Regions from separate parts of the Mus musculus genome. Here regions 1 and 2 are each linked to region 3. A link is a contact called in public Hi-C data. All regions are on one chromosome and are shown on one strand. The core of a region is the stretch at or near the end of the contact, and the rest is flanking DNA. Distances in the headings are between cores, read along the strand shown. Region 1 has its middle 8.5 kb from the start of Gm9733. Region 2 has its middle 67 kb from the start of Gm9733. Region 3 has its middle 16 kb from the start of Gm5150.

What was found. Hi-C and Micro-C count contacts between places; a contact is called where the count stands out from the background.
Region 1: a Hi-C map of bone marrow-derived macrophages shows a contact between it and region 3, with 11 read pairs. The contact joins two enhancer-like sites. A contact is called at or near these places in 7 of 39 promoter capture datasets (the C10 cell line, embryonic stem cells, hippocampal neurons and 1 more), 1 of 484 Hi-C or Micro-C datasets (bone marrow-derived macrophages), 1 of 115 datasets of contacts at active chromatin or transcription factors (the 230-238 cell line) and 1 of 9 other capture datasets (liver).
Region 2: a contact with region 3 is called in a Hi-C map of bone marrow-derived macrophages, with 16 read pairs. The contact joins two enhancer-like sites. A contact is called at or near these places in 2 of 484 Hi-C or Micro-C datasets (bone marrow-derived macrophages and nephron progenitors).

Annotation. Positions count from the first base shown.
Region 1 is chr3:15,339,057-15,342,526 of GRCm38.p6, forward strand. No RefSeq gene overlaps it. Among named protein-coding and RNA genes, the nearest start is that of Gm9733, 8.5 kb to the left of the region's middle. Within about 2 kb of position 1,480, at least 4 of the 459 cell types and tissues checked have an H3K27ac peak or open chromatin away from gene starts, as enhancers often do. A contact at or near this core is called in bone marrow-derived macrophages, where this site is marked.
Region 2 is chr3:15,263,382-15,266,722 of GRCm38.p6, forward strand. No RefSeq gene overlaps it. Among named protein-coding and RNA genes, the nearest start is that of Gm9733, 67 kb to the right of the region's middle. Within about 2 kb of position 1,265, at least 2 of the 459 cell types and tissues checked have an H3K27ac peak or open chromatin away from gene starts, as enhancers often do. A contact at or near this core is called in bone marrow-derived macrophages, where this site is marked.
Region 3 is chr3:16,021,044-16,024,154 of GRCm38.p6, forward strand. No RefSeq gene overlaps it. Among named protein-coding and RNA genes, the nearest start is that of Gm5150, 16 kb to the left of the region's middle. Within about 2 kb of position 1,413, at least 14 of the 459 cell types and tissues checked have an H3K27ac peak or open chromatin away from gene starts, as enhancers often do. A contact at or near this core is called in bone marrow-derived macrophages, where this site is marked.

The DNA.
Region 1 (3,470 bases), core at 230-2,729, 680 kb before region 3:
TAATGAAGGAGCTAGAGAATGTACCCAAGGAGCTAAAGGGGTCTGCAACCCTATAGGAGAAACAAAGATATGAACTATCCAGTATCCCCCAGAGCTGTGTCTCTAGTTGCATGTGTAGCATAGGATGGCTTAGTCGGCCATCAATGGGAGGAGAAGCCCTTAATTTTGAGGGCATCATATGCCCCAGTACAGGGCAATGCCAGGGCTAGGAAGCGGGAGTGGGTAGATTGGGAAGCAGGGTGGGGGGAGGGTATAGGAGGCTTTGGGGATAGCATTTGAAATGTAAATGAAGAAAATATCTAATAAAAAAAAGGGAAAAAAGGGGAAAAAAAGAAAAATGCTTTAAAAATCAAGTCAAACAGCACCACTTAGAATTCAAGCAAACTTAAGTGAGGGGGAAATTCATGGCCTTATCCTTTCTCCCTTTCCTCCTTCATTTATTTTCTATCTTCCCCTCCCTTCCCTCTTCTGTCTTATCTCCCTGTTTATATCCTTCTTTCCTTCCCTTTCCCCATTCTGTCCTTTCCTTCCTGTTTTGACTTGGTTTTTGTTATATTGCTGAGGCTTCAACATAGTACTTCATGCTCACTAAGCACCTATTGCATCACTGAGCTCTACCACAGCTCCTGTACTACAGAAACAAAAATCAAGCGTTGCCTGTGAGAAGATCTGAGAAGACCATACTTAATTATTGAAATTTACACTTGAAAGAGAAAGATTTACTATGCAGAAGCTATTATTTTAAAATTAGGGATCGTTAATATATTTGGACCCTAGCTTTTGAATCTCATTATATATTGTATATTTACATTTTCAGACTAACTTTAGAAAAGAAACATTTTTTCATGCATTCTTTCTTAATTCATGTTCAAACTTTCAGAATTATAAAGAATTGTGTGGCTTGTTTCTGTAATTTTATACATGCAGATATATTTTCTCCAGAAGTACAGTGTCATGAATATTCTTCAGATATCATGTATCAAAAGCAAGCATTTCAAATGATCCAATATTTAAAAATATTTATTATACTCCAAAGTATGATACTGAGATCTGCCTTACATTTCAAACAATGGTGGAGCTATGTATGAACAAGTCAACTTATGAAAGGCAGAAATTATATCAGCCTACAGGTACAAAGGTTTAGATTCTATGTTGGTAGACCAAAGCCATAGCAGCAGGAAAAACTGTTTGCATACCACAGCTTCAAACAGAAGGCTGATAAAATGAAGGAAATGACATGAGTCTTTTGAAACATCAAGTCCACTCCTAGTGACACATTTTCTAAACCTTCCCAAACAGTTCCACCAACTGGGATGAATTAGTTAAACGTATCCTGGGTTCTGAATTGAATGAGGCAGAGAGGTAGAAATGTGTGAGCACATACTGTTTTCTTCTTCCTGACTGTATATATCTACTTCCTAGTACTGTACTTCCTCAGTAAAATGTACTATACCCTCCCACAGTGAGCCAAAATAATGAGTACTTCCTTATTTAAATTGCTTCTATCAGGATATTTCATACCAGAAATAGGAAAGGTCTCTTAGACAGAAATTATCCTTGTTCTGGTCTGAACCACATTGTGATCTGAAATCCAGTCCTGTGGTTTCTTATTTGCATATTTCTAGATCATCATCTTGCTGGAGGAACTATTTTACCATAGCCTTATAGTAAAGTTCCACACAGAAAGTGATTTACTTGAAAAGGGAAATATCCATCCTCAGTTTCTTCTCATTTTCTTTCACTGGAAATGAAAGAATCAAGTCCAGGAGCGTGCAAAAACTATATCACATATCAATATTGTCTATATATCTATATTTTTATATAGATGAGATAGAGATATATACATATCACTATATTGCATATATGCATGTATGTACATACTATATATATATATTACATATCACTATATTGAAGCACAGATAATGTAGTTGCAAATGTTTGACTCATATCAAAATATAATATCATATAAAAATGTATAAATAAAATATCTAATAAGAATAAAAAACAAAAAATAGAAAAAATAAAAGCCTATAAAGTTTTTCAAAAAATTTTAAATATTTTGGAAAAGAAATGACTTGCCCATTTTAAAGACATTTGAAACCTTTTTTAGCTCATTTTAAAGCATTTATATGAGTGTATCTGCTTTTGTATATATGTATAAAATTATGTCTTATGTGTTTGTATGCATGAATATATATGTATTTATAAATATAAAAGCTAAATTAATTGCATTACTTGAGTGTGAAAAAAATCACACAAACTAATGTTATTACTTAACAGTATTTTTCCATTCACATTTATAGGATGATGAATGGTTTATAATATATCTCTCAGTTAAATGATACATAGCTCCAACAGTGTTTGAAATGTAAGGCAGATCTCAGTATCATACCTTGGAGTATAATAGATATTTTAAAATATTGGATCATTTGAAATGCTTGCTTTTGATACATGATATCAGAAGAATATTCATGACACTGTCCTTCAGGAGAAAAGATATCTACATGTATAAAAATTACAGAAACAAGCCACACAATTCTTTATAATTCTGAAAGTTTGAACATAAAGGATGAAAGAATGCATTAAAAACATTTCTTTTCTAGAGTTGGTCTGAAAATGTAAATATACACTATATAATTAGATTCAAAAGCTAGGGTCCAAATATGTTAACCATCCCTATTTTTAAAATAATAACTTCTCGCTATCAGCAATAGAAAAGTAACCAACACACCAGTATAACCCTTGTGGTTGTTTGAATAGGTTTGACTTGCATAGACTCATGTGTGTGAATGATTGGCCTAGAGGGAGTGACAATAGTAGGAGGTGTATTATTGTTGGCATATGTGTACCTTTGTGGAAGAAAGTGTCTCACTATGGGGTGGGCTTTGATATCCTGTTCTCAAGTTCTACACAGTGTAGAGGAAGCAGTGTCCTCTGACTCCCTTTGGAGCAAGATGTAGAAATCTTGGATCCTTCTCCTGCACCATGCCTGTCTGCATGCTGCCTTATTTGTTGATATGATGATAATGGACTGAGCCTGTGAAACTGTAAGTCAGCACCAGATAAATGTTGGACTTTATAGGAGTTGCCTTGGTCATGGTTTCTCTTTACAAAAATGGAATCCCAAACTAAGACAATCCTTTAACTGCATATGACCAGTAATGCTACTTCCATACTATGACCATGCTTCCATATTATGACCATCTTGGAAACAAATATTCCCAGTTTTTTCTCTGTGAGATATTAGGAACTGATTGTATTTGCTCTGTGCAGGCTTATAGAGTTTGAAACATCCAATTTGATTACACTTCAAATTGACAAATAAATTTATCAGTATATCAATAAAACATTTCCAATTTTTAAAAAACAAAACAAAACTACAACAACACAACAAAAACATGGTTCCATTTCTATCTCTGAGCATATATTAGCAAATTTTTCCTGACTGAATTGAGTATCGTGGCAGGTTC
Region 2 (3,341 bases), core at 15-2,514, 760 kb before region 3:
AGACTCAAACAGGAAATTCAGCTTTAACACATTGTTATTTGTAATTTGATATTTAACTTTAAAAGGTTTTTATTTTGTGTGATAATTTTACCTTCTAGCTGCTCTCTCTCCCTTATACCTTTTCTGCTTTCCTATTTGACTCAAGTGAAATATATAAAATACTTCAAAAACATTTACAATGGAAAAACAAACAAACAAACAACTAAATAAGGGTTGCTATATCTAATCATTTAAGTAGTTATTTCTGAAATAGAAATAAAATAACTTTTATCAATTAATATGAGAAATATGATGACTCTATATCATTGGAACGATTGTGTATAGTATTTCTTCAAACAAGTCCAGTAGTTAGTACTAAAAGCACCATTTCATAAAACACTGAAAGGAAAATAAAATAAAAATAAACAAGACCATGGAAAGCAGAGCAAGGAAGACAATAATTTAGGAATTCAGTTTTGAAGTAATACTGTTTTATTCAATTAATACACAATAATTTGGATTTGAAATAATTTCTGTTAGGGTTTGTGTCTCAAATCTTCCCTACAGGTTTTTGTGCTGAATGTCTGATCTTCAGCTCTAAAAGCTAATTTTGGAAACTTTGAAACCTTTAGAAGGTACTATCTATAAATAACTTGTGGGCTCTTTAAGTACAGCTCTGTTTTCTGTTCTGCTATGATCTGGAGTCTCTAACCAACAACTGACCACTGCAGCTGAGTAGATCCACAGTGCCTCCCATTTTGGACAATAAGAAGCATTATCATATGTATTACGACGAGAAGATGACTGTATTTTCCCTGAGCTTGATCTCTGATCTTGGTATTATGTTACACACACATAGGAGTCTTCAAGTATAAACGTATCTCACCCTATCTACACCATCGGAAAGAGGAATTGCAGACAGACTTTTAAAATAATGACAAAGGTTATAACAAGATACATCATGGAAGCATGGAAACTTGAAAAAGAGTGAAAGAGTAACTAGGAAGATAAGAGCTCTTAGGGCAACTAGGAAGATAAGAGCTCTTAGGGCACATAATGAATCAAGACAAAATCCAAGTGTGTAGGAGACTGGTGAAAGATGATATTAGGATTCAGAAGAAACTTGTTTTTATCTTACTTGAAAATATAAGCATGATTTGTAACACTACGGAGCAAAAATATATTGGGTCTTACTATGCTTATTAGGAAATAATCTGGGAGTTCTTCAGGCTAAATATACAAACCAGCTGAAGGACACCATGTTGACATTTGATTGCAATACCATACACTACCAGAAGATGGCGGAATATGTTCAAAGCTTATGAAATGTGTGGCTCTCCCAGAGTTCACTGCAATGCTGATATTTCTAATCATTTAAGCTGTCAAGATAATATGTTTAGTAAAGAAAAACTTGAAACGATGATGTGATTGGTTGGTTTATTTTATAGTCTCTGTGAAGTAGGGAAAGGACTCAAGCAGGTCACTTTTTCAGACTCGTCGTTAGTTATTTAGCTTTCTCATTCAAGGCCAGACTACCTATCAGGGAATGGTGACAGCCAAAGAGGGTGAAGTCCTTCTACAGCAATGTGCAGTCAGAACAATGCTTCAAAGATATGCTCACTGGAAAATATAGATAGTTCATCAATTGAGATAATTTCTAAGTTGTATCAAGTTGACAACTGAAGCAAGTTAGGGCCTACTTGTGTTTATTTTGAAAGCCATTTCAAAGTTTGTTGACACTGAAGGAACTATAAATGATCATTAGTTGGTAGAACAATAAAATTAGCTATCACTCATTATGCATTGTTTGTGTGCCAAGAACTTTATTTTTTTAGATGAATATCTTTTTTAACAATGCTGTCATAATACCATTAAATTCTTTTGTAAGATAAAATTTCAAAGCCCCAAACTAATGATTTCCCAAGCCTCTGCACACACTATTAAGAATCTATAAGATTCAAATCACATTGCTTTCAATATATCTTGCCAAAATATTTTAAAGTAATTTTGGGATTTTTATCTGCTGTTTTACCCTCTTCTTCATACACAGTCCCTTCATACAATTCAGTGCAGTTGCAACTTTTGTGAAAGACAGAATTCTAACATGAGACTTAGGGGAAGAATATATAAAGAATATATAAACTATCTTACCAAAAGGCCAGTGCTTATGCATAGATCCAGAAGCTGGATGATCTATCTATCTATCTATCTATCTATCTATCTATCTATCTATCTATCTATCTATCTATCTATCTATCTATCTACATCACAATCACTGCCTTTCCATTCTCCCTTCATGAAGTCCCTCTCCCCATCCCCACTCCTCTAAGAGGGTGGGAACTACCTGGGTATCCTCCCACACTGACACATCAAGTTTCCCCAGGGTTAGACTAGGCACATCCTCTCCACTGAGACCAGATAAGGCACCCTGATGGGGAACTGTTTCCTTAGTCAGGCAACAGATTTGGGGACCACACCTGCTCCAGTTGTTGGGGGACCCACATGAAGACTGAGCTGCACATCTCCTACATATGTGTCTGGGGCCTCTGTCTAGCCAGTGTATGCTCTTTAGGTGGTGGCTCAGTCTCTGTGAGTTCCCAAGGGTCCAGTTTAGTTGGCTTCATTAGTATTCCTGTATAGATCCTATTTCCTTTAGGGTCTTCCGTCTTTCCCCCAACTCTTCCCTAAGAGTCCCCAACCTCTGCTCAATGTTTACCTGTGGGTCATTACATCTGTTTCAGTCAGCTCTTAGGTAGAATCTCTTAGAGGACAGTTATGCTAGGCACCTATCTGCTAGCATAGCAGAGCATCATTAAGAGTGTCAGGGTTTGGTGCTTGCCCATGGTGTGGGTCTTAAGTTGGTCCAATTATTGGTGGGTCATTCCCTCATTCTCTGTTCCATCTTTGCTCCTGCATTTCTTGTAGTCAGGATAAATTTTGGGTTTAAAGTTTTGTGGACTGGTATCTTTTTACCTCCACTTCCTATCCCCTCTTGGACACACAATCCTTCCCCCTGTTCTTCCAAAAGAGTCCTCAAGCTCCATCCACTCTTTGGCTGTGGGTGTCTGTATCTGTCTGAGTCAGCAGTTGAGTGGAGTCTCTCACAGGACAACATGCTCACATTTGCAAGCATAACTGAGTATCATTAAGAGTGTCAGGGATTGCTGCTTGCCTATGGGATGGGTCTCAAACTGGGCTGGTTATTAGTTGGCCATTCACTAAGTTACTGGTCCCTCTCCCCTGCCTGCATTTCTTGTAATCGGGATAAATTTTGGTTTGAAAGTTTTGTGTGTAGGTTGGTGTCTTTATTGCTCAACTGGGGGTCCTATCTGGCTATAGGAGATGGCCTCTTCAGGTTTTAT
Region 3 (3,111 bases), core at 163-2,662:
ACACATCTGCAAGGTACAATGAGGTTACCAAATGCTTAATGACTCTCACAGAAAACAGAGGAATGCAAACATAAAGACTGCCAGGAACTGGACAATAAAACAACTGAGACAAAGTCAGCTCTATCTAAGGTCCGCTATATTCTTAGAAGCCAGGTGAGAGGTCTTTACACTCCTGGGGCAAGGGCTTTCATGCCCAAGTCATGGTTCTAATTAGGGAGTTCTGCTATAGCTAACTTTCTCATGAATAATGCAATACTTTAGTTCCTCCTAAAACCACAACCCAATCTGCTTCCTAAACCATTGTAAATTCCTGTATATGTGAGTGTCTTGCCTTTTATTCTAAGTGATTGTGTGGGTAGACTTCCTACTAATAAGTAATGTAGTCTGTCATACATAACTATAATAAGAATTCTAAACTTACTTCTCTAAGCTTGCCCTGAGATTACTAACTCTGTGTAGTAGATAGTAATGCCTGATTTCTTTCACTACCTTTCTTACAATATTAGAGGCAATTCTGAATGTCAATGAATAGGCAACATTATTACTGAATTCCAAGCCCAGGGTTGGCTCAAGGGCTACCTGGGGCATTGGTGAAGGCCAAGAAGCAAAGTTCAATTTTTCTTAGGTATTTGGCAAGTCATTGCTTGGAGGCACCTATAATAAAACAATACTGAAAGAAAACACACAGATCAATTCACAAGGACAAGTTTGGAGCATTCCTTATATGGCATAAACAGCCACTCAGGAATCATGAGCAGGAACTAATCAGAGCATGTCAATAATCCTGCTTTTCATAAGAAAGAAAATAAGGCTACATGGAAAGACCAAGAAGGCAAGGGATGTGTGGGGACCTATTATAGATGAATTGTTTGTACTCTACATATCAATGCCGAAATCACAGTAACAAATAATGTAACTGTGTTTGGTAGAGAGTTTTTCAATAGGCAAGGGTCTGCTGAGGTCATTTGTATGAATCCTGACCCAATGTAACTGGTTTCCTTTCAAGACATGGACAAGATCCACAGACATAGGATGAAATAAGATTGTATGAAGACATAGGAAAAAAGTGCAACTTAGAAGAGAAAGCACAGAAGAAAATAGTTTTGTGGAGACTTTGACCCTGGACTTCCAGGCTCCAGAATTGTGAGGAAATGGATGTCTGTGGTTTTTGCCAATAGCCTGTGGCACCTTTCCAAGGTAACATAAGCATTAGGAAAGTAAATTAATGATATAGCTTCTCAGAGCAGCAGCATTCAGTGAGAAGACTGATATGAGATGAGGAAGGAAATAGAGGACAGAGGACAAAATGAGGAAGCTAACTAAGAAAGGATGATAGCTGAGTATTGCCAGAAACATTGCATCTTAAGTCATGTCACTAACCTGCATGCCAGCCTCGATGTGGCAGGAGGCTAACAGAGTTTCCTAAGTTTTGAGCCAGGCAGCCCCACCCACTTCTTTGGAACTGACTCACTGGGTGCAGTGTACCTCAGAGTGATAATGATGCAAATGTCATTTTGCTGAAAGTAATTTTGTCACAAAGTGTGGTCTTAACTCTCAGTTCCAGTTCAAGGCCAATCTGGGAATCAGAGAGAGACTGAGACTCAGAAAGTTGGAAAAAGAAAGAATGGGGGGGGGGGGGATTCAAAGACTAACCATACTCAAATTCAGCACTGACTACCTGTTATTTTTTATTAGATATTTTCTTACTTACATTTCAAATGTTATCCCCTTTCCAAGTTTCCCCTCTGAGAATCCCCTATCCCCTCCCCTGTCCTCCTGCTCCCCAACCCCGATTTCCTGGCCCAGGCATTCCCCCATACTGTGGTATAGAACATTCACAGGACCAGGGCCTCTCCTCCCATTGATGACCAACTTGGCCATCCTCTGCTACATATGCAGCTAGAGCCACGAGTCCTTCCGGGTGTTTTCTTTGATTGGTGGTTTAGTCCCAGGGAGCTCTGGAGTTACTGGTTAGTTCATATTGTTGTTCCTCCTATGGGGCTGCAAACCTCTTCAGCTCCTTGAGTCCTTCCTCTAGCTCCTCCATTGGGGATCTTGTGGTCAGTCCAATTGGATGGCTGTGAGCATCCACTTTTATATTAGTCAAGCACAGGCAGAGCTCCTCAGAAGACAGCTATATCAGTCTCCTGTCAGAAAGTTCATGTTGGTATCTGCAATAGTGTCTGGGTTCAGTGGTTGTTTATGGGATGGATCCCCAGGTGGGGCAGTGTCTGGATACACATTCCTTCAGTCTCTGCTCCAAACATTGTCTTTGTGTTTACTATAAAGAATTATTTTTATTAGATATTTTCTTCATTTATATTTCAAATGCTATCCCAAAAGTCCCCTATGCCCTCCCCCTGCCCTGATCCCCCACCCACCCACCCCCAACTTGTGGCCCTGGCATTCCCCTGTACTGGGGCATATAAAGTTTGCAATACCAAGGGGCATTTCTTCCATGTGATGGCGGAATGGAAATTACTACTTACATTAGAGGTAAAAGACAAGAGCCCTGTTCACCTCGGTCTAGCATCCCAGGTTGGGTTCTGGAGCAGCAATCTTGGAAAAGAATGAATATGATGGCCCATGACCTTCCTCAAAGAGCTATGTGCCCTATTTCTATGCCAGTTGTGATAGTTTGAATGAGAATTGTCCCTGTGACTAATATGTTTAAATAATTGGCAGTTCATGGAACTATTTGTGAAGGGTTAGAAGGTGTATCACTGGGAGTGGGCTTTAGGTTTCAAAAGACTCATGACATTCCTAACATGTAGTCTATCTCCTGCTTAAAGCTCTGGAGTGTGAGCACTCAGTGGTTCCTGCTGCTGTCTTTAGTCCATTATCATAAACTCTTAATCTTTGGAACGATAAGCCAATGTAATTTCTTTCTTTTATATTTTTACTTGTTCATGGTGTTTATATCAGCAATAAAAAAGTAACCAACACATCAGTATAAGCCTTTCAGTTGTTTGAATACCTTTGACCCCCACAGACTCAGGTCTTTGAATGCTTGGTCTACAGGGAGGGACAATATTAGGAAGTGTGTCCTTATTCAAAAGGTGTCTAGAAGCTGTCATGTGAAAGGGCATGTGATATTTTGCTGGAACAGAT